Regions from separate parts of the Mus musculus genome. Here regions 1, 2, 3, 4, 5 and 7 are each linked to region 6. The links are chromatin contacts, called in public Micro-C and promoter capture Hi-C maps. All regions are on one chromosome and are shown on one strand. The core of a region is the stretch at or near the end of the contact, and the rest is flanking DNA. Distances in the headings are between cores, read along the strand shown.

The links. Promoter capture Hi-C pulls out the DNA fragments that hold promoters and counts their contacts. Hi-C and Micro-C count contacts between places; a contact is called where the count stands out from the background.
Region 1: a promoter capture Hi-C map of hippocampal neurons shows a contact between it and region 6, with 5 times the contacts expected there. The contact joins the promoter of Layn here to the promoter of Fdx1 in region 6. A contact is called at or near these places in 9 of 39 promoter capture datasets (the 3T3-L1 cell line, the C10 cell line, embryonic stem cells and 3 more), 3 of 115 datasets of contacts at active chromatin or transcription factors (astrocytes, fibro-adipogenic progenitors and stem cell-derived neural progenitor cells) and 2 of 9 other capture datasets (adipose tissue and embryonic stem cells).
Region 2: a promoter capture Hi-C map of embryonic stem cells shows a contact between it and region 6, with 4 times the contacts expected there. The contact joins the promoter of Pou2af1 here to the promoter of Fdx1 in region 6. A contact is called at or near these places in 6 of 39 promoter capture datasets (the 3T3-L1 cell line, 3T3-L1-derived adipocytes, embryonic stem cells and 2 more), 2 of 115 datasets of contacts at active chromatin or transcription factors (embryonic forebrain and memory CD8 T cells) and 1 of 9 other capture datasets (embryonic stem cells).
Region 3: a contact with region 6 is called in a Micro-C map of embryonic stem cells, with 7 times the contacts expected there. The contact joins the promoter of Sik2 here to the promoter of Fdx1 in region 6. A contact is called at or near these places in 4 of 39 promoter capture datasets (HPC-7-derived erythroid cells, hippocampal neurons, liver and 1 more), 1 of 484 Hi-C or Micro-C datasets (embryonic stem cells) and 2 of 115 datasets of contacts at active chromatin or transcription factors (astrocytes and embryonic forebrain).
Region 4: a promoter capture Hi-C map of hippocampal neurons shows a contact between it and region 6, with 2.5 times the contacts expected there. The contact joins the enhancer-like site here to the promoter of Fdx1 in region 6. A contact is called at or near these places in 7 of 39 promoter capture datasets (the 3T3-L1 cell line, embryonic stem cells, hippocampal neurons and 3 more), 1 of 15 datasets of contacts at CTCF or cohesin (the NIH/3T3 cell line), 1 of 484 Hi-C or Micro-C datasets (forebrain) and 6 of 115 datasets of contacts at active chromatin or transcription factors (T-cell acute lymphoblastic leukemia, astrocytes, embryonic forebrain and 3 more).
Region 5: a promoter capture Hi-C map of hippocampal neurons shows a contact between it and region 6, with 3 times the contacts expected there. The contact joins the enhancer-like site here to the promoter of Fdx1 in region 6. A contact is called at or near these places in 8 of 39 promoter capture datasets (the 3T3-L1 cell line, HPC-7-derived erythroid cells, cranial neural crest and 4 more) and 2 of 115 datasets of contacts at active chromatin or transcription factors (embryonic basal ganglia and neural tube).
Region 7: a contact with region 6 is called in a promoter capture Hi-C map of the HPC-7 cell line, with 9 times the contacts expected there. The contact joins the enhancer-like site here to the promoter of Fdx1 in region 6. A contact is called at or near these places in 16 of 39 promoter capture datasets (the C10 cell line, the HPC-7 cell line, HPC-7-derived erythroid cells and 11 more) and 9 of 115 datasets of contacts at active chromatin or transcription factors (the NIH/3T3 cell line, T-cell acute lymphoblastic leukemia, cardiomyocytes and 6 more).

Annotation. Positions count from the first base shown.
Region 1 is chr9:51,075,805-51,078,843 of GRCm38.p6, forward strand. Layn (layilin) reads right to left here and starts at 1,290. Exons shown (of 8, transcript NM_001033534.1): 1 at 1,082-1,290; 2 at 518-541. The coding sequence starts at 1,166.
Region 2 is chr9:51,212,106-51,215,133 of GRCm38.p6, forward strand. It overlaps Pou2af1 (POU domain, class 2, associating factor 1), which reads left to right and starts at 1,585. Exons shown (of 5, transcript NM_011136.2): 1 at 1,585-1,696. The coding sequence starts at 1,681.
Region 3 is chr9:51,007,712-51,010,768 of GRCm38.p6, forward strand. It overlaps Sik2 (salt inducible kinase 2), which reads right to left and starts at 1,362. Exons shown (of 16, transcript NM_178710.3): 1 at 1,030-1,362. The coding sequence starts at 1,164.
Region 4 is chr9:51,179,355-51,182,712 of GRCm38.p6, forward strand. No RefSeq gene overlaps it. Among named protein-coding and RNA genes, the nearest start is that of Gm32742, 12 kb to the left of the region's middle. Within about 2 kb of position 1,412, at least 41 of the 459 cell types and tissues checked have an H3K27ac peak or open chromatin away from gene starts, as enhancers often do. A contact at or near this core is called in the NIH/3T3 cell line, T-cell acute lymphoblastic leukemia and hippocampal neurons, where this site is marked.
Region 5 is chr9:51,237,157-51,240,409 of GRCm38.p6, forward strand. It overlaps Pou2af1 (POU domain, class 2, associating factor 1), which reads left to right. Exons shown (of 5, transcript NM_011136.2): 5 at 910-2,923. The coding sequence ends at 1,224. Among named protein-coding and RNA genes, the nearest start is that of Pou2af1, 25 kb to the left of the region's middle. Within about 2 kb of position 1,980, at least 56 of the 459 cell types and tissues checked have an H3K27ac peak or open chromatin away from gene starts, as enhancers often do. A contact at or near this core is called in embryonic basal ganglia and hippocampal neurons, where this site is marked.
Region 6 is chr9:51,961,965-51,964,905 of GRCm38.p6, forward strand. Fdx1 (ferredoxin 1) reads right to left here and starts at 1,638. Exons shown (of 4, transcript NM_007996.2): 1 at 1,307-1,638. The coding sequence starts at 1,503.
Region 7 is chr9:51,308,035-51,311,380 of GRCm38.p6, forward strand. All of the region lies in intron 2 of 1810046K07Rik (RIKEN cDNA 1810046K07 gene), which reads right to left. Among named protein-coding and RNA genes, the nearest start is that of Gm39338, 3.3 kb to the right of the region's middle. Within about 2 kb of position 1,622, at least 1 of the 459 cell types and tissues checked has an H3K27ac peak or open chromatin away from gene starts, as enhancers often do. A contact at or near this core is called in the HPC-7 cell line, where this site is marked.

The DNA.
Region 1 (3,039 bases), core at 40-2,539, 890 kb before region 6:
CGCCTGCCTTTCCAGGCCAGACTGCCAAGAGAAAGCTTAACACCTTGATAGAGTTTCCTGTATGGTCCAGGCTGGCGGCATATGTCTAGTGTATGCTAGTGAGTTCTAGGGAGTACCAGAGCTGGAAGGAGGCCCAGGACCCATCTGGTTCCCCTGCCTTCAGGAAGTGTCTTTCTTTTCTCATTTGCAGGAAGGGGAAGGGCAGGCAGGAGGTCTCCTGTCACCAAGCACAGAGCCATGCAGCCCTAACCCTCCCAGTGGCGTCAGCAGCTCCTCTGCTTAGCCAAACACCCCCTCCCAATCCTGAAACCAAAGTTAGATTTCTTAAACCAGACCCACAAGCTAGAATACAGTGGAGATTCCAATTCTACTCCATCCCTCTTGGCCAAAGGGAACCTGATAAAAAGATACCGATCGCTCCCCGCCCACGCTCCTCCCACCCACCCCCCAACCCCCCCCCCCACCCCCGCGCCCCATGCAGACCTAGTGGAACAAGAAAGAAGTCGGACCACTGTACCTCCTCTGGGGTCCAAGTCCGAGGCTGCAGTGACACACACACAGGGAAGGAAGCAGAGAGTCACTCTTGGAGCCTGGCAGGGCTGGTTCCTGGCTAACTAGGCGCTTTCCCAATCTCCAAGCATTTCCAGGCCAGCCACCCTCCCCTCAGAGGAGAGTAACAGGTACAGTTCCCATAGCCCTGCGGATCCAGGATCGGCTGCCTCCACTAGAAGGGTCCAGGCAGCATGGCGCTCAAGGGGCACTCACTGGAAGAAGTTTGCCAACTGCCCCACCCAAGCTACATCCTCCTCACCCCTTAGTAACCCCGGGGAGAGAACTGACTTCCAGCGTTGCGGATACCTAGGGTGGCCCCAGGAACTGGAGCTGGTTGCATTTTTGCTCCCTGGAAGCAGAGAATTCAAGAAGGCTGATTGGGTCCGGGGTTGGATCTGGGGATTGCCCCACTACATAAAGGGGCCAGGGTGCAGTGACCCTGAAGACAGTCCTCAACTGCTGAGGTTTACTGGGTGCATCAACCCCAGGTGCTCTGGCACCAGCCCTCTCCCCCAGGACACACACTCACCGCTCAGCAGGCGACCCTTCGAATCCCTCGGTTTGGCCAGCAGCACCGCCAGCAACATAGCCTGCAGCGCTGCTCCCGGCTGCATGGCTGGACTCCAGTGCCTCCCGACACCCTGGGACTAAGGCAGAGAAGTGGGCAAGTAGACGACTGCGTTTGAGCAACTGCAACCAAGGCAGCTGCATCTCCCAAGGATCCACAGACCCCGCACTGGGCGGAGTCCGGGAGGGCTCTGAGTCGTTGGTTGCCCATCCACCCCCTGGGACGTCACTGCGGGGGAAGGCAGCCCCTTGGGCTGGCCCGCCCCCAACGTCTAGTGCTCTGGACTCCAGAAACTGCTAACTCAGGGGGAGTAGCCAACGGAAGGGGCCGCTCTTTGCAGAGAGCCGCCCAGGGAGATTCTGAGTTTGCCTAAGAGAAAAATCCCACTAGTTTTTGAACTCCCAGAAGGTGGAAAGCGGGTACTGTACTTTCAAACAGTATAGCCTCTTGCCCTCATCACTACCCAGCTCTAGTGGGCTAAAGTAGCAAAACCCCTACTTACACCACAGTAAGCGTCAGACCAGGGCAGCACCTGGGAAAGAACTTGAGCAAGGGAGGAACAGATTCTCAAGCAGGCAGTGTGTCTACTGACTAGAGGCATTTCAGACTTGGCCTGAGGGAGACCTCCAGCAGAAGCTAGAGTATTCCAGATCTCAACCAGAAAGACACTTTGCTTTGTGTAGGGCACATATTGGAAGATAGGAGTGGTTTAGTGGAGTTCAGCTTTTGGTGGACAGAAAAATGACTCCCGTTGCAAAGAATGATCCTATTCTTCCTATGGAAGCTTTCATAACCAACCCAAGTGTATGCTCCCCTTTACACTCCCACAGTAGTTGTGTTTACATGTGTGTTCTCAAATACATTCGCACAGTAGATCCAGTCTCCCATCGAAAATCTATGAAGTAGAAAGCTGAGAGTTCATTGATCTTTCCGGTATACTATGGTATTGCGAAGCGTAGCAGAAACCACATCTCGGTTACTGCCTTCTGGATTTTGGTTCCAGTTTGCTTCTGTTTTCCTGTTTATCCAGCTTTTCAGCAGAGCAGTCAGAAAAGCAGAGAAGGGGCCCTGAGAAATGGACCAGTGGTTAAGAGCAGTCATTACTCTTGCATAGGACTGGGTTCAATCCCAGCACCGGGCAGTGGCTCACAATCAACTGTAACTCCAGTTCCAGGGATCTCCTGTCTTCTTCTGGCCCAGAGGCACGAGGCTTGCATGTGATGCACATACATACATACATACATGCTGGGAAAACACCCACAACACATAAAATGCAAATAAATAAATCTTTTAAGAAACGAAGCAGAGGTGCTTCCACACTCTTGACACACTTGTTCTAAACAGGCCTGAGATAAAGCAGGAGTAGGGATGGATCTGTCTTAGCTCCAGCTGAGAACAGAGCAGGAGCTGTGTGATTACAGAACCCCGGCACCAACAGGTGGGGACTGGCAACCCTTTCCTGTGTTCCGGTTAGACTATCTCACACCAACCATTCTCTCTAGACTGTCTCCCCAGCAAAGCAACTGTGGTGGTGGTGGGACACAGAAGTGGCACCTGATGGTCTGCTTGAAACGCTGCATTTCCTTGGTGTCTGTGTGTCCGTTGGCAAGTCATTTTATTCATTATATATCTTGATGGCATTAATAATTGCCATAACAGTTTTGTGATGGTTTGCCGAGGCAAATATGTATGAAAATGTGCAGTTATACTTGACTTAATGTCATCTTAAATAATTTATTTCTAATATTACAAGATCTGTTTCACTTATGAAACTACCACATTGCTTTAAATAATTGTGTCTTCAGTTCTCCCTTTGACACTCTGACTTTGGTCCATATCGGGGCTTTGTTAGCAGATGCAATTAACTGAGTGTAGTGGCTTACAGTAATGACCCCAATACTTCCCACCTCCCAGGATAC
Region 2 (3,028 bases), core at 335-2,834, 750 kb before region 6:
ATGTGGCAGTTACACATGATGTAAACAACGGGCATAATGCCCTAGGAACAGAGAGAAGGGGACTGATCATTTCTAGGCCAGGAAGTTCAGGGGGTGAGTCACAAAATTGTTTTGCCTGCCATGGCGTTATTGGTAGGACCTTGATGAAAGAAATGGGGTTGGGTTTCTCTTCAGATGGGGAAGACAGGGAGAGAGTACCAGCAGGTGAGGCCAATAAGTTAAAAAAAAAAAACGTCCGGGCGTGGTGGCACATGCCTTTAATCCCAGCACTCGGGAGGCAGAGACAGGTGGATTTCTGAGTTCGAGGCCAGCCTGGTCTACAGAGTGAGTTCCAGGACAGCCAGGGCTACACAGAGAAACCCTGTTTCGGAACCAAAAAAAAAAAAAAAAAAAAAAAAAGAGCTTGCAACTGGCTCACTGTGAAAGGCTTTAGTGTCTCAGCTCTGTGGCTAAAGGGTGGTACTGGAGTGTGAACCTCAGGCTTACCCATTCCAGTCAAGTGCTACCTTACTGAGCTGTAGTCCTTTAGGGCAAGGCTTTTAACACTGGAGAATGAAGGATCAGACCCAGAATGCATTAGATCACTCTGAGGCACCATGGAAGGCAAACCAGCAAGGACTCTGGACTACCCCGGGGGTATAACCATATGATCTTGACCTGAGAGTAACTGGGTCACTGGAATGGAGCCTATGAGTCTGTTTCAGACACACAGTGGCAGAATGTAGCCCCATACTGTATGTACTGCGGATGGGGAATCCATTACTCTTTCTTTGAGAGGCTTTCCATTAGCCGTGTTGGGGTCCTAGGATTATGATAAGCTGGTACTCCTAAATCCATTAAGTCACCTTTGGGAAATCAGCTTCAGTTAAGAAGCCTGAGTGTCTCTGTTTCTTCTTTGAGCGAGTCGGTTCCCCCTTTCTGTGTACATAACCAACCGTCTGAAACAGGGACCCCTATATTTAAACAATATTACATGCCGCCATTTTGCCAGGGACTGGGGCCAGGGGAGGAGCCGTTACATTTTAAAGTGGAATAAACAGAAAAGCAACACCGAGAACGAGGAGGCTGGTTAGTGAGGCTTGAAGAGAGGGCAGGTGTTTCCTCCCATGGTGAGAATAGTGACCCCTGGGAATCGCATTTCCCGTCGAGCTGGGACCAATGGTAAGGTCAGTCCTGTAAATGGCCTGATAGTGTGGAACTGTATGTGAGTGCCAGAGAAAGCTCGGTGTTGTCTGTATTATCCTTTGGACCCCTCATCGCTCAAGGAGCGCTGATCCTTGACCTCATGGTCCACCCTTTTGCGTTCATACAGACTCTCATGCTCCTCCTATGTGGCATAACACCGTGGCTGTGTGCAAATGGCCTTGGCCTCCTGTGCTGTATGGTGGTTAGTCCCAATTGGCTGGCCCTGTGTCTCAAGCACTCTCCAGCCAGTGGGGGCCTTGGGGGTGCACACAGTGGGTTGACAGGCGGTGTTGCTGAAGAAAAAAAAGTACAGCTCTGCCTGAGGTAGGAGGATGTGATGACGTGGCCCCTCTCAGCGGGAACTCGGGCCTTTAAAAAGCTGAAGAAACAGCCTCAGAGTAAACGGTGGTTCCACGGGAGGAAAGCACGCCCAGTCACATTAAAGAAGCCAAACTGTCTGCTTCAAAGAGAAAAGGCAACATCCTGTCACAAGCCATGCTCTGGCAAAAATGTAAGTGCTTTGCTTGTGGCTGTCAGAGCCAAGTAAGCAGAGGCAGGGTCCAGGAATAGAGAGCTACTGTTGGTGATGGGAGCACCCAGTCTCGTCAGGGCCTCGGGGGCATGGAGGGCTGAGGTGGGTGAGATGGAGCCTGTTGGAGATGATGCTCATTTTCCAACCTGGGGGAATGAACCAGTGTCCCAAGGTGGGGACAGCTCATTGCATCTCCGATTCTGTGCATGAATCACTGAGGTGACAGAAGGGCAGATTATGATTCATGAGACGGAAACCACATATGATATGGGTTAGGAGCCGTTCTTCACGTGAGGACCTTTCCTTTCATGGACCCCAGTTCTGCAGGTTGTTATTGAGTTTTGTTGGCCCACTTCTAGCTGAATTCTGCCAGAGTTGGTTCCCTCCTGTAGATGTGTAGGGATGGGGTGGAAACTCAGTCTTATGAAACCTCTCTCTCTCTCTCTCTCTCTCTCTCTCTCTCTCTCTCCTCTTTTCACTTTCTTCCTTATTCTGTGGCAATGGTTGGTTTTGTGTTCCACTGCAAAAAAAAAACTGTTTATCTTTGACCTTGATTTTTAATCCCTGGACTTGAATGGAACAAACCATGAACTGTATTTTCCATTCTGTGGATTGAAAAAAATCTTGTGTTATCGATAACGGAGGCTATATAGACATTCTTTACAACATTCCTTTCACGAGGCAAATAAAGTCAACTCAAGAGTCTTGCAAAAGGGGAACCTTATTAAGGCTCAGGACTGTACTTCCTCAAGCAAAGAGCTATAATTTCCCTATCTTTCTTTGTAAGATGTTTAATTCCATAAAACATCTTTTATTGGTTTAGGCATAGCATTCCTCAATCAAATTTATGTGATAATCCAGATTAGAAGAAAAAGAAATCGTGGTTTTACTTATAAAAAGTAATCTGACAATAGTGTTCCATTGATTAGAGTGTGACATAGTCCCCTTATCACCCACCTATTCCCAAATTCTTTGAAATTGACTCTTTTCATCTGTGACTCAGAGAAGCAATCCCAACGTGCCTCAGTTTACTAACCCCATTGTTGATATGGGCAAGACTTTTTTGTTTAAATAAAAATAAATGAACTTTGATTTGGACTTGAGATTTCTGACCACAGATTCTAGTTTGGGTAGCTTAGAACTCATCCAAAAAGGTGACCAGAGCAAAACCTTATCTTTCTGGAAGCGGAGTGGCAGCCAACACCATTGTAAATACTATGAGATTGTAGGAACATGGATTTTAATGTCCTTCAAAGTGCCAATATGCCCTCTTGCTTCAAGTGAAATCACTTGAGTTTTGTGTGAGCTGCT
Region 3 (3,057 bases), core at 112-2,611, 950 kb before region 6:
AGTAAGGCTTTTAAATGCCCTTTACCTTACATAAGCGTAAGTCATCCTGGGCAGGGGGTGGGGGTGGAGGTCCTATAGTCAAAGATTAGAACGTTCTTAAGAACATAGTAGGAAAAAAACCCGAAAAGGATGAAAACTGGGGAGAGAAACTGAAAATCGGTGAAACTCAAGTGGCAATCACAAGGCAGAATAGAGTACGTCAAAACCACTAGGTTGTAGACTAAGAAATGGTTTTGTTTCGATCGTTTTTTTTCCAAGGTATTTAATTTGCACGTCTTAAAATAGAGACCCCGAGGAGAGCAGCTTGAGGCAATGGAAGGAAGAGGGTGGGCTAGGTAAGAACGCAGACTTGGGGAGAAAATATGTACAGTGCACGGAGGGAGGATGCTGGAGAGTCAATGTCAGGACGCTGTCGAGAGCTGAGTACAGTCCATCTGATGTGGCTTAAGGAATGCGTGCTCGCAGCCAGCATGCACACCTGGTAAAGGGACAACCCCAGAGAACGGTGCAGAGCTGAGATGACCATTTTTAACCAGCTCTATTGTCTGGTGTATTTGCTATACCTCCTGCAAGTGATCAAGCCAGCCAAAGAACCGTTTCAGAGACCCTGCGGGCCCAGAGAAGATGGACAGCGGCCCGTCCGCACCAGTCCGGTCCGCGTCACCCCCTCCTCGCCGGGCAGAAGAGGAGGGCTTGGTCCGGGCCGCGCTCCGCGTCCGCCGAGCCTGGGAGCTGCTGGTCCCCTTTCTCCGGCCGGCGACGTTGGTCCCCGCGCGGCCCCGGAGCACAGAGACTTCCCCTCCCACCCCACCCCCAGCCGAAAGCCGGGAAGACGCGGAACTTGTGCTCAGGAGCCGAGGCCACAGACCAGGTTCCCGGGTGGGAGAGTCGGGACGGAAGCCTGTGTGGCTTCCCGGGGACACCCCACACACACTCGACCTGCACCCCGCGGTCCCCGCAGTGCCAGGCCCGCCGTCCCCCGCCCGGGGCGCAACCGCGCCACGCTCCCGCCGAACCCCGGGGCCGCACCTCCGTCTTGGTGATCCGGTGCCGCCCCAGCTTCACCACGGCAAAGTTGCCCTTGCCCAGCGTGCCCTCGATGTCGTAGAACCCCACCCGGACTGGCCCGCGCTGCAAGTGCCTCGGGCCATCCGCCATGACCATGCTTGGCCCCCGCTGCAGGACACGGCGACGGGAACGCGAACGAACTGGCCGGCAAGAAGCGGCACGGAGCGGGCAGGAGGGCGTCGGGCGGCGCGCCTGGGCTCTGGGCGACGGCCGCGGCTCTCGCTCCGGCGCTGCTTCCCTCCCGCCCCACAGGGCCCAGCCAGGCGCGCGCCGGCGCTGACGTGAGCCGACGTCAGGGGGCCGGGGCAGGGGGCGGGGGCGGGCCTCCACCGGTCACCATGGCTACCGCAGCCGCGCCGACGTCGGGGGCGGGAGGGAGGGGCGGTGCGCGGGTCGGGCGGGCACGAGGCTTCCGGCCGCGGCGAGGCCTGAGAAGGCTGAGGAGGGCGTCGCGGCCGGGGGCGGGGTCGCCGTCCGCCCCGCCCCGCTCCTCCTGCCTTCCAGCAGAAGCGCAAGAGCGAGCCCTGGTGGGCCGTGCGGAGGATGCACTGGGCCAGTCTCCTGGAGGGTCGCCTGGCGGGCGCTCTCCGCCGGGGCAGCCCTTCCCGCCAAAACCTCTTCTTCAGCGGACTGCAGCGCTAAATTTGGAGCCCGAGGAGCACCGTGGCTGAGCAATGCATTGCTCACAGCCTCTTTTCTTTGTGTTCATTTTAGCTCCCTTGTCAGTACTAAATAAGTCTCTCCACTTTTTGACGTCTAAATTCCTACTCACAGCAGTCGGTCACTTGCAGAAAAAAAAAAAAAATGTCAGCGCTAAAGAGACCCCAGAGATGATTAAGCCCGGAATTTGGAATTGCTAATGGGCTTCGGAGTCTGGAACCTCTGAAATGTAGGTTGAGCATGTTAGTTGAGCATGTCTCTGTGGAGAGGTGACCCGGTATTATCCTAAAACGCTTTGGGAACTTGTAAACGGTTAAAAAGTATCTAATCCGATTTGTTTCCAGATGACGCAGCAGGCTGCCAGAATGAAGGGAGTTGCCAACGTCACACAGGTAATGCTAGAGTTCTAATTATAACCCATCACACCAGTCTTCCATATGGTGACCTAAGTAAACACAACATTTTAATATCTTGAAATATATTATGTGTGTCCAGACCTTGGTTCCTGGGTACCCATTGTCCATTAAAAGAAACGCAACTCGTTTGGGAGTAATGACAGCGGGGGCAAGTATAAGATGCTCTTGAAAGATCTAATATGAGTAAACCAGGGGATTCCTTGTATACAACAGGAAGAATATGTCAGAAGCCAGCTTGAAGGGGCCCACCAGTGCCAAATCTGAGCCAATCTAAGTATCAAAAACCAACAATTTTGGAAATACACTATAACACACATTACTTTTTATTTTGTGTAAGAAGTCAGAGGACAGGATGTGGGAGTTGGTTCTCACCTTCCACTCTGTGAGTCCTAGGGGTGGTTGCTGTAGGTAACTTTAGCCAATGAGCCATCTCTTAGGCCCTAGTGTTTTATTGTTTTGGGACTGTTGTTTTTTTTTTTGTTTTTGAAACATCATCTCACTATGTAGCCCTAGATAGCCTGTAACTTGCCATGTAGACTAGGCAGTCTCTTGAGTGCTGAGATTAAAGGCAGGTGTCACCATTCCCAGCCTACATTAAAATCTTAGAAGGAGCTCATACTTCATTTTGTCACTTTACTTTTTTTTTTAGACAGGTTCTCAGAAATATTGTATATGTGATAAGCCCCCTTAAATGTCTATGCCCTCCCCATCTCATTCAGGAAACTCAAACTCAGAACGGTACCCATGCTAGGCAAGTATTGTATCACTGAGCTATGTTCCCAGTCAGGATAAATGAGAAGAGGATGCATGTAAAAATTATGAAATCACCATTTTGTGGCTGTTATAGTAATAACTGGCTCAGACAAGAATTAACAATAGTTGTTAAAGTCATTGGGTAAAGTTTGGTTGGGGA
Region 4 (3,358 bases), core at 162-2,661, 780 kb before region 6:
CAGAGGGTTCAGGCCGTAGTAACTTGGCCCCATGTTTCTTGATCTGTGGTGCATTGTAGTGGAAGGGTGTGGCAAGGAAAGGCACTCACTTATGGAAACTGGGAAGCAGAGAAAGAGGAGCCATAGATGGGCTACATCCTTTTAGGGCACACCCCCGGTGACTCACACTCTTCAACTAGATCCCTCCTAATCTTTTCCCCCACCAAATAATGCCACCAAGTTATAGCTCCATCAAGAACTTAATTTACCAATGAGGTTAGAGCCTTTGTGATCCAAAAACCCATAAACTAGAACCCTTTAACACTAGAGCCTTCAAGGAACAGTCCTTACTCAAACAGCAACAACCCTCTAGAAAGTTTATAATGCTCTCCCTGAGAGATATGCTCTTCTGGTTCATCTGACACATATCTCCTTAGATCCCTTGATTTTGCCACACCCTTTCAATCTTAAAGCCTTCATGCACGCCTGTTTTCTGGAGCTCATCTTTTAATTCAGGTACTTGCCATTCACCTTCCAGACTCCAGCCTAGGTGTCTTTCTTCTTTGAAAGAATGTGAACTTCATTGGGAAAGAGCATGTAGACTTATTGTTTATCCTTTCCTATACCCAATATAATATCTTGTATAAATTGAGTGCTGGACAAGATGTTTTGGCTGAATGACTGACTGACTGAATGAATGAATAGGTTCACCAGAAGGCCAGTGCTAAATACTCTCCTGGTCTTGTGAAGAGAGATTCCTCAAGTTGTGTAGATGATGTTCTTCTTATCAACCAAAGGGGAGGACAGTAGACAGCATATGTAGTTCTGTGTGTATCTCCTGGGACTTTTGAGTCTCATCTCTTCTGAGAGATGATCATGGTCTCACCTGTCCTGTCTGTTCCAGAGTCTCTACTGACACAGAGACAATTCCCCACTATGCTTACTGCCTGCTTTCTATCGATACAGTATTTGTCTAAAGGGGGAATAAAGTGGTTTTCTCCAGGCCAATCCCAGATTATCACCTGGCTCAGGAAGATGTGTTGGTGCTGATATTCTGGCTTGCAGCTGGAGATCTAGCATCTTAGTTTGGTGTATGTGGCATTGATGCAATTTCAGGATGAGATTCTAGAAGGTGGCATCTAGCCTGCCTGAGATGGTTTGGGGGTAAGCTTCAACATCAGGCAGGGAAATTGGCAGCTGGTTTCTGTGAGCACTCCAGGGCTTTTCACCTTGAGGTCTACTCAGGTGCCACCGAGAAGACTAGGAACTTTCTTTTCCTCAGACAACTGGGCTGTATCTTAGGTGCTGGGCTCTGAGCATCACAAGCCATTTTAGTTGTTCATTGTGGGCCTGCCTCATCCTCAATCACTCCCCCAACAGCTTGCCTTTAGGCTTTCTCGCACTGAGTCAGCAGCGTCCCCCTCCGTTGCCTTGGCATTGTGAAATCAAGCTAAGCCAAGTCCGATTACAATGCATCAGTTCATCAGGGAGCCCACATCCTGTAATCCTTTCCAAAATGATGCTCAGCCAGCTGGCAAGCAGTGGTAAAGAGCATCCGAGGCTGCTGAGGATTCAAGACTCTGTAAAAGCCAACAGAAGGAGCCACAGGAAGGGGAGGTCATGCCACTGACTGGATCTCTTCATGCCCCATGTTGGTTCTGTCTTGCTCACCCTATTTCTGGCTGGCACTCTGAAATCCACCAGCACTGCTTGTCGGTAGCCTGACACTTCTCCACAGAGCCAGTACACTAGGCATTTGGAACTTTCCTCTGTGTTCTGCTGATGAGTTTTGAGAAACAAGCCAGTAGTTTTCTTTGGAGATAGTCTCCATCCATATAATTTTTTCTATCATAGTCCCAATGGAGAGACATTTGTTGACTACTTTTGCCCTTGACTTAAATACAGAAGTATTCGGGTGACCCCATTATTCAGCAAAGGGGAATGAACAAGGCAGTGTATACATCAAGTGGTGTTGGCAAAATAGAATTAAGTTTGGTCACTGGTGTGAATGGAGTTTTCTTTCAGTATCTTGGCTCTGGGATTGATTGTTTCTGTCTTTAAGGAAAGCTCCCTAGCACTTCTCAAGTGCCATTGTTGACTTCTTTCCTTCCTCATTTTCTCTCCCTCCACATTCTCTTCCTTTACCTCCCCCTTCTTCTACAGTCTTGGTGTGTGGCCCGTATTCATTTCAAGCTTACCACAATATCCTACACACTAGGATTGTAGGTATATTCTGCCATACCTGGCTACCAGAGTTGCTTTTCTTATGGGAAATTGTGTCATTTTCTCCCCAAATTGTACATTGAAGTTCCGGTTCCCAGAACTGCCAGATTATGACTATACTGGGAGACAGGGTCTTGAAAGAAGTAATGAAAATAAGACAAACTCATGAATGGTCCATAAGCCAATATGAAAATGTCCTTGTAAGAAGAGACTACATCACGCACATGAACAGAGAGAAGGCTATGTGAAGGTGAAGATGTGAGGGGAGCTGCCTGCAAGTCAGGAAGAGACTCTTCAGAAGATGCCAATCCTGCTGACACCCTGTCACATGGCAGGAGAGTAGATGGATGACGGTGCACATCTGTCTATTCTCCGTAACTGATAGGAAGTAATTTCTTTCCTGAAGCCACCCAGTTGTGATATTTTGTTTCGGCAGTTCTAGAACACAAACAAACAAACAAACAAACAAACAACCCTAATTCAGATATAATTGAAGGTTTGCAGAGGGCCAAGAGAGCATTGGGCTAGATTTTTCTATTTTGATCAGTTTCTCCTTGAGATCTCAAGATTGGCAGTATCTCTCTGGCTTCTCCATCCTTTTCTGTCTAGGCAGCCATCAACCTTATCTCGTTTGGGTTACTTGAAATGATCAATAAATGTAGTGTATCTAGTCTGGTCTTAGTTCCTTCTGTGAAAACCACGTAAAAGAACCCACAGAATATCAGTATCACCAGCATGGCAGCGTGTCTTCTGGAAGCGTGTGTTTTATAGGCAGTGTGGTAGGTACCATGATAAGGGTCTGCAGAGATAGGGGAACACAAAACAGGAGGGCATAATCCCGCTTGAGGAGACCGGAGAGGTGGTAGATGGGCCTGATGTCTGTCAATATTTTGAGGGCAGGAACTGGGTCTTGCTCACCTCCCCTCACCTTTGTGTACTCTCACACTATTCTTCGAACAGAGAAAGGAGTGACTATCTAGTGTGCCAAGTGAGTGAAGGACTCTCTTGAAGTTCCTTCCAGGCTTCTGAGTCCATGAGTCTGTGATGTAAGAAGCCTACAGCAGTCAGCCGAAGGTAATGGAGGAAGGTGGCATGCAGACCCCAGATGTGGAGCAATGCAGTATGCAAAGTCATTTCTGAGCAATCAAACTGGAAA
Region 5 (3,253 bases), core at 730-3,229, 720 kb before region 6:
CACAATCTTCCAAACAAAAACATGGCCAGGTCTAGCAGAGCAATACCTCAGTCCGTGGTAACAACTTCTGTCTTAGTTAGGATTTCACTGCTGTGAAGAGATACCACGAGCATGGCAAACTCTTATAAAGGAAAACATTTAATTGTGGATGGCATACAGGTTCAGAGGCTCAGTCCATTATCATCTTGGTGGGAAGCATGGTGGCATGTAGGCAGATGTCTAGAGAAGGAGCTGAAAAGTTCTACAGAAGGGGACTGTGTATCCCACTGGGTATAGTTTGAGCATAAGGAGACCTCAAAGTCTACCCCCATAGTTGCACACTTCCTCCAATAAAACCATATATACTACAACAAGGACACATTTCCCAATACTGCCATACCCTATGGGCCTAACATTCAAACACATGAGTCTGCGGGACCATACCTATTCAAACCACCACAGGGGTCTGTGTCACCTTTCTGTCTGGGCTTGATAGTAGTCATCTTCAAGAAACAGCTACAAGGCTATGAGACAGGCTCATTATATATCAAGAATATATTTTGCATAATTTAAGGGTTTTTTCTTTCATTTTTTTTGTTTTTTTGCAATTAGAATATATTTTATATTCAGTGAAACCTATAAGGCCTTTAGTTTTTCAGGGGTATGACATCATTATTTTCTGTACCCTCTTTCATGAAAAAGTGAAGCTTCCAAGTTGGGAAGTAGCAGAAGCATACCGTTAGAAGAGGGGGGGAACACAGCTGAAACGTGTCAAGCTTTCTCTTCTAGGAGACTGAGCAGGAGGAGGTGGAGCCCCATTAAGTGTAACACCAGTAAGGGAAGGTGGGGTATAATAGATCATGATGGGGGCAAGGAGGCAGGTGGGCACCCCAGTTCTGCTAACCATTGCTCCTATGTTTTTCATCACAGCCAAGAAGCACTGCTACACCCGCGGTGGGGCCCCAGCTGGAGGGTCCCGAGCACCAGGCGCCCCTCACTTATTTCCCGTGGCCTCAGCCCCTTTCCACACTGCCCACCTCCAGCCTGCAGTATCAACCTCCTGCCCCAACCCTGTCTGGGCCCCAGTTTGTCCAGCTCCCCATCTCTATCCCAGAGCCAGTCCTTCAGGACATGGATGACCCCAGAAGGGCCATCAGCTCCCTGACCATTGACAAGCTGCTTCTGGAGGAAGAGGAAAGCAACACGTACGAGCTCAACCACACCCTCTCCGTGGAGGGCTTTTAGGGCTGGCTTGCATCTAACAGATGTTTCACCCATAGCTGAGATTTTAAAAGTGTTCAATAGAGCCCAGACTTCTGTTTGAAGTAGCTATTTCACAGGCTTCCTTTCTTCCTAAAGCTAAATTGTATCCCTTCTTTTCTCCCTTCTTCCTTCCCTCGCTTCCTTCCTTCCCCCACTGCCATCTTGCTTATTTCTTATTTCTCCTTCCAGTTTTCTTCCTCTGGAGCGGCAAATGATAGTGATATTATGAACAACGCTTTATACGGAATGTCACCAAGTCTGCAGCTCAGGGTTTTCCTTTGGTGGCACATCATTGGGGAAGCAACCTTCTTTCAGGTGCCCCCTGTTTCCTGGTAGCAGTAGCTTTATAGATCTACTCTATGATACGTTCTGCGCCCCAGTTTTGTTTTGTGTGCTGTTCTCAGCCTTGGCCAGATATACTATCTAAGTGGATGTTTCTGGTCTGGTTACAGGGGGATGGGACAGGACCATCAGGGTGGGTAGGGACAGTGAGTGAGTGATGGGAGACGGGGCTGAGGAGCAGCAGGACACACATGTGTGTCTGTGGTTAGAGAGGGAGTGAGGAGGGGCAGGGGAAGGAGTGATCTAACAGCTCTGAAAAAAAATACCACTTTAATGTGGTTTAGCTGTTCTTGTCAGCGATTAGGAGGAAAGCTGGATATGGTATGGAGGATAAATGACGAGTCTGCTTATTTCTGCCTCTCTGCAGGCCCGCTAACATGATGCCAGCACTTAAAATACTTCTGTCAGCATATTGCCATAGCAACAGGAAAAGAAACAGGTGAAGCCGATCATTGAGGAGGCTTGCACTTAGTCCTTCCACGTGGGCTTTTAATTCCTGTTGTGACTCACCCAGGGCCATCCTGACGCGTTGCTATGGATTCTTGCGCCCACTCACCGGCTGTCTCTGGGGTCCTGAAGTCCTGGTCAGCAGGCCCACTGGCCTTCATTTTCAGTTTTATCAGTTTTATTGCAGTTTTTGCTGGAGAAGCATAACACTTGCTGTTGAGTGTTTTGCTGTCTCCTAGTGCTTTGCTCCTGAAGTGGATGTGTCTTTGGGAACTGGCCCATTGTTTACTAATGATACCATCATTACACATACACAAGTTTTAGTCTGTAGAATCCATGTAGAACCAATAGATCTTCTAGAAATGACAGTTTCTTTGATATCCCACCCTCTTTCTTTCTGCTTCCAATGAAAACTTAGAGCTACCTGTTTTTTTTTTCTTCTTCTTCTTCTTTCTTTCTCTGCTTTGTGTTTATTTTGATTCAGACATCTCATTATCTACCTGAAGTCCTGGTATACTTAGCTTGAATTTGTTATTCCTCTTTAATATTTAGATTAAATGCTAGATCTGAATGGTAGGTTTACACTTCTGTTGGTGGTTACCATGAACAAGAAAGGGAGAGGGAAGCCTCAGCCTATTTAATTAAGACCTTGTTGCACTTAAAAACACTATTTAAGATTTCCCAGCTACTTGGGAGTTTGAGGCAATCACAGAGGAGTTAACACTGGGAAAACAAACAAAACAGCAAAGAAAGTAGTGTGAGCGGTTGCTGGGATTGAATTGGCATCTTTTTCGCTTCTTATCTTGAGACCTCACGTCTTGGCTGCAGGCATCCAAACAGATTTCCTCCAGAGCCTCATTTGCAACATTTTCAATAAAGATTGGTTAGATGACTTTCCTGTGCCGAAGTGTTTTATTTCTCGTCTATTAATTCCTCTCACCTCTCAGTAGAGCGTCTTTAGAGGAAGAAGCTTTCAGTAGGGCTGAGCTTGCAAACTGATCTGTTGCTCTAGGAGGGGAAAGCTGTCCCCACTGTGTCTGTTGGGCAATTTTCACAGTGGAATATGTATTGGTTGGCGGGTTTACTCTCCAGGGCAGTGGGGGCTTAGAGGGTGGGAGGAAATCTTGCTGGCCTACTGCTCTTCCTGTTATCTATGCTACATGAGCGACTTCTCTCGATGCTTGGTGTCTGGGCTTCTACCACAGGCCTTGGTGAAGCTGTC
Region 6 (2,941 bases), core at 388-2,887:
TGTGTGTTCCCTTAAATAGTAGTCACACTGATTATGTACAATGTATGTCACAGCTTAAATCCAGAAAGCACCTGCCACAGAAATTAAGGCATCCATGGGTGAATGGTTGGAGGGGCCAGGAGAACTAGGACTGAATGGTCCTAACAATTTCCCTCTCACGTCATGCAAAATATCTGTATGTACAAATGTATTTGTATGCACAAATGTATGTACACACATTCTTGTTCCTGCTATAAATATAAGTTTTCTGAAGAAGCCGTATCTGCGTTGACTATTTTGCAGACTGATACACCAGGCACAAACATTTGTGTTGTGAAGAGGTGATTGCCACAGATCTAGAGACAGCCAAAGTTACCTTGAGTGAAGGCCTTTAATGGCCACGTATCACCAGACACTATTTCTGAGCTTCATGTTTACCAGGTAAAGACGTTTGGAACATATTATTCGGCTTCCGATCCAAATGCTATCTATGTAAGTTAGCTTTATATAATCCTGTGATCCACTTGGTGTCCCAGCAATATATTTGGCAAGTACATTGATTTGTGACTTTCTTTGGGACTGTGACTACAAAAGTTGAGCTAAGTTCTTCCACCGAGTAACATACAATCCAGGGAAACCTTAATCTGTGTTTCCAGACCAAAACCACTCTTGTTTCACTTTGAAGAAACTTTCATCTTCCCTTTGAAGTAACAGATGTGTTTTGCATTGACATTGACATTATATGATTCTCACCTTGTCCCTACACTTAGAAACCTGTAAGTAAATCTCGTCTTTAGTAAATCTAAGGGGACCGTGCTTTTGAGAACAAATATACCCAGTATCTCCACCCATGGTGGTGGTGGTGGGAATCTCTCATCTCTCTCTCTCTCTCTCAACATTCACCACAGAATTCTCTACACTATGACCCCCAGAACTGTTGCTAAGAGGCAGCTGCCTACTGAGCCCTCACTTTCAATCAGGTGCACGAGCAATGTTACCTTCACGGGGTCGTTTATCCCTTAAATCATCCTATAAGGGCTACACTGTTACCCTGGGTCAACAGGGCGGGTGTAAACCCTACCCTACCTGAAGTCAGCACAAAGGGCCAACACAAAGCAACCCCAATGGCGAAGTCGACAAGGACAACCCACCGAGGAAGCCCCAAAGCCAGCGCCCCACACCGCCCGAGCCAGGCCCAGAAGACTAGGGTCACGGGAAGAGCTCTCCGGCGCGGGGCCAGCAACCGAGAGGCGAGGCGGAAGGGAGTCGCGGGCGGAAACGCAGGCCGCGGGATGAGGGACCCATCGCCGCTGCCGCCGCGCCTCACCTGCTCCGCGCGCGCGCAGACACGCTCAGCGGCCGGCCGGGCCCGGCCTCTGCATGCAGGCGGGGACTCGGGGTCCACGGAGAGATGGCAGTTCCCGCTCCGGTCCCGCAGACCAGCAGCCGACAGCGGTCAAGGCCGCGGAAAGGGACGGAGGCGCAGGCCGCGCGCAGGAGTCGGGCGCCCGGAGCGGCCGCCATAACCCTGTCGGAAGGTTCCGGGTCCCGCGGAGTCCTGCGCAGTGCTGAGGGTCGGGTAGGTCCCGCGTGTCCGGCTGCGAGAGGGCTACACTCCCGCGAGCGCCCTGCGTGTCCTATAACCCGCGGCTGCGCCCCGCCTCGCCGCTGCCACGCCTTCGCGGGGCGGGGCCGAGCACTGTTCCAGGGATCTGGTTAAGAGTTCACCTTGAACTTTTTCTGCAGTCAGCTCTGCGCTCTGGAGCAATTACTCATCAAGGACTGACCAAAAAGCCACCAGATTAACTTTTGCCTTTTGCCATAGACCCTCAAAAACAAAGCAAATTATCACAGTTTCCAACACTTTAGAATACAAGTTACAGCAAAAGGGACCTAGGTTTTTCCTACACAGGACAGCAGAGAGTTATACAAAGTTTTAAAATGCCAATAGGCATTTTTATGAAGAGAGACATGCATAGGTAAAAGCATAAACTATCTCATAATCAATAATTTGCTATTTAGGGCTGCTGAAGAAAGCAGGTAATAACGGTCAGCCTGAACTGACAAACTGAATATATAAAATCCTGAGAAGTTAACAGGAAACTTTTCTTAAATGAGTAACTATTCAACAGACTTCAAAACTAGAAAGCCGACTTTTAAAACGCGCACGTTGTCATTGCTAGTACATTTTTGAAAGAGTTTTTGTGGTCAGATACGCAACCTCCAAACCTAAGTCCTATGTTGATCAGAGACCTTGGATAAATTACTCTTGGAGGATAAGAGTTTCCATGACTGCGGATAAGCTCACACTCAGGGCCACTCTGGAGGTTAGGTGAATTAGGGCAAGGAACTGCGTCACAGACCATGAGCAATACATACATCATCTTGAGCATTCCTGATAAGGTGCTGAAGGACAGAAGCACATGTTGCAAGCGAACTGAAGACAGTAAAAGACTACTTAAATATTCAAGCTGAGGCTGGAGACGTAGCTAGGGGTAAAGAATGTGTGTTGCCCTTGCAGAGAGCCTGGGTTCAAGACTCAGAAACCATAGAGCTGCTCACAACTCTCTGTAACTCCAGTTCCGGGGGATCCAAAACTTTCTCCTGGCCCCTCGGACACCAGGCATGCACATGGTACACATTAGATATAGATTCAGGCAGACACATACATTTGGGAGGAGAAAGGGTATTCTCAAGAGGCTGAGCACACGGCTCACCAGTTAGAGTACTTCTTGAGCTTGCACAGGATCTTATTTGGTTTCTCAGCACCCACTGCAGTTGGCTCCCAACTTAAAACTGTAACTCCAAGTTTCACAGTAATCCTCTGCCCTCGGGCCTCCACAGGCACCCACTGACATGTGGCATACACGTACCTACACACACATATTTTTAAATAAAAATATTTAAAAAGTAATACTTAAGAGGTGCAAAACTGGTCAGGTGTTAAGGACATTTGCCGCTC
Region 7 (3,346 bases), core at 372-2,871, 650 kb before region 6:
AGGGATTCTGAAGAGAAGGGACGCTTGTGGAGTTTTAAGAGCATGGAAGGGAAGCTTCTTCAGTGTCCATGTGTGACGTGAGTGGATTCTGGACCAGGCGGTCTCATACACTGGGTGGGTTTGGGGAGAGACCCGTGAGGTCTGGTGGTCTCGGGGTGGGGGGGGGGAGGGATGACGAGCGAGCGTGGACTGTGCGTTAGTAGCAGATTTGGAAATTGAACTAGAGAAAATTGTTAAAAGAAATGAGAACCTTTGGGGAGTCTAGGGTTTTTGTCTTTGTTTTTTTTTTTTTTTTTAAATCTCCTTTTGAAAGGAGAGTCTTGGTCGTGGAGGGGCATTTCCTGGATAGTCTACATATCTGTTGAAATGGTAAGTATGGAGATCACATGTGGAGGGTGTGTGTGGGTCAGGGGGGCACAAGACATAACTGGAACCCGTCATCTTATACATGGAGTCTGAAGCTTGGTATGATGATCTGAAAATTAGTGGTGACTCCAAGCCTTGTCCCACCTTGGTATGAATATATACATTTAAGAAGGCAGTATAGTCAATATAATTGAGGATGTAGCTCAATTGCTTGAATTCTAGTCTAGCATATATATAAAAAACCCCTCTCCTAGGTTTGATGCTAGAACTACAAAAATCAGGCATGGGGTCCACACCTGTACTCACAGAACTCTGGGGGTGAAGGCAGGAATAGCAGAACTTCAGCCATCTTCAGCTACATAGTGAATTTGAGACTAGCTTGAGCTACCTGAGAGCCAGTCTTGAAAATATATGCATAGTGACGACACATCGAACAGTTGAAAGAAAACCTCTGGAGTCCCATAAATCTGGGTCCAATGTAAGCGCTGCAGCTTTCCACCTGATTCTTCATTCTCCCACCTGACTTTCTTTGGAGGCTGCTGCGCTCTTGTTGGTAAGTGAATATATCTTAACATACAGAAAGGGAGATATGTGTAAAGTCTCTATTTCAGAGCTCAGCAGTAAATAACAGCTATTATGGTTAGTGTTTGAGACAGGGTCTCATGTAGCTTTTAGTTCATGTTATAGCTGAAGACAACCTTGAACTCCTGCCTCTCTTGCCTCTATCTCTCCAGTGTTGGGACAGATATGTGCCAACTGTTATTATTATTATTATTATTATTATTATTATTATTATTATTATGAGAAAGGATAAACAATACAATTGTACCACCCTTTCCAGTCCTTGTCCAGATATTAAACTTAGTGTCAAACTTAGGTCATGGGATTGTTTTTGTGCTTTATGTGATTTTCTGTTTTTCCATATTTCTTGCAAATCCAACTTTTAAAACTCCAGTTTAATTTGAGGAAAGAGGATTTACTTTTTGCTTAAGGTCGGCTTTGGAAATTAGGAACTGGAGTTTGGTGCGTGCGCACGTGTGTGTGTGTGTGTGTGTGTGTGTGTGTGTGTGTGTGTGCTTATGGTGGGGCGTGGGTGGAACATGTTTTGAGGTCTGAGGAAATCCATTGAGTTAGAAGGAAAAACAACTCTGCCCAGCAGGGAAAGGAGGAAACCTGTGCTGTGGTGAACTATGATCCCCTCCCCTGTACACCTCTCACAAGACCCTCTCGCGCTGAGGAGCAATAGCTTCAGGAAGTCCTGTCAGGTCAGGAAGCTGCTAGCACCCCCTGGTTTTTTATCTTCTCCCTGCCGTCTGAAGCAAGGCTTTTCATAAAATAGAGTTTATGATGAATAAGTCAAATCCTTATTTGAGAGCAGCTAAGGTTTGGACTATTTAATATTGCAGAGTGAAGCAATATTGGGATATCTTAGCTGTAGCTATTAGATTGGACGTTCAACTGACTTGACCCACAGGAGGGAAGAGGGTGACAGACACTGGCACAGTGTCCAATGAAGCTTGCTGCTTCTAAGACAAGGAGTGACCTGAGCTGCCCACAGGATAGCTGGAGATGAGGTGATATGCGTAATAGGATGCTATTCAGCTACACAAAGGAGGAAAGCTGTAATTGTGGTGGCCCGGATGGAACTGGCACCATTATGTTAAACAAAACAGGCTCGGAAGTCAAGTTTTCCTTGTTCTTCATGACATCTGCAGCCTCTACAAAGTCATCTCCTAGAGTGGGTACTGGAAGCTGGGGAGGGCCAGCAGAGGTGAGTGTGGTGAGAAGGGAGGGAGAGTGCATGACTCTCAGATGGAAGAGTGCATCTGAGTAGAAGAGGCAAACTGAAAGTCTCATTGTGCACATCAGAATCAAGCTCTGGCTGGTAACTGACCCTGTAGCTTATACAGCTAACCAAGGAAACGACCAGGGCAGGAAGGGGTGGCTATGCCAGGCACACTGTTAATTATATATTTACATGTATATTGAATATCATACTGTATTACAAATATGTATAATTATTCAATTAAATCAATTAAAAATAATCCCAAGCAACAAAATAAACTCCATTTCATGAAAAGACCCTCATGTCTGCCATTTTTCTGTTTTGTTCACTCAGAATAAGTAGTTTTTTCCCCCCATAACCTACAAAGTTAGAGGTTTGACATGTTTCCATTCTATTAGAAATGGTAGTTTTGAGGGTGGGAGGAGCTTGACTCCCCAACTTGCTCTCAGAACACCCCGTAATCTGGCGTGCATCTGGCTGAGGTTGGCACTTACTTTCTCTGGTGCTTATCAAGTGACAGTTGTCATAAATTCATAAAAGCCACTGCATGCCGAGCATGCAGGACATGTCACATGACGCACCATGTGCTCTGCAGACATCACCCAATTTCACTCGTGTTACTGCCTGTGGTGGGTATTGCTGTCCCCATGTCTATGGGACGAAGCTGAGACTCAGAAATCAGGACTATCTCCATGGATGGACTCAGTCCTCGCAATCTGATTCTTATGCTTGTGCAGTAAGCTCTTTATCACTGAGTTATCTCCCTAGCTCCTTACTTTATTATTATTATTATTATTATTACTAATATTACTATTATTATTAATTTGAGATAGAGTCTCTTTACAAACTGGCTATCCAATGAGCTTCCACAATCTGCATGCTCTCTCCTCCCTTCCTGGCCCCAGCCCTGAGGTTATGAGCAGACACCACCACGCCCAGATTTTACTTGGGTGGATGGGATACAAACCGAAGTCCCCATGCATGCTCAGAGCGCACTTTACCCACTGAGCCCCTGAGCCATCTCCCTAGCCTCCAGAGATTTGTTTTAAATGCTAAATAGAGAGATGAGAACATCTAAAAATTAATAACCAAAATAAAGAGGCTGAACGAAGAGAATACGCTTTTTAAGGTTTCAGTCTTCAAAAATGAAATCCCGAGCTGTAGTTCAAGGGTGGAAATATGCAGAATTGGTCA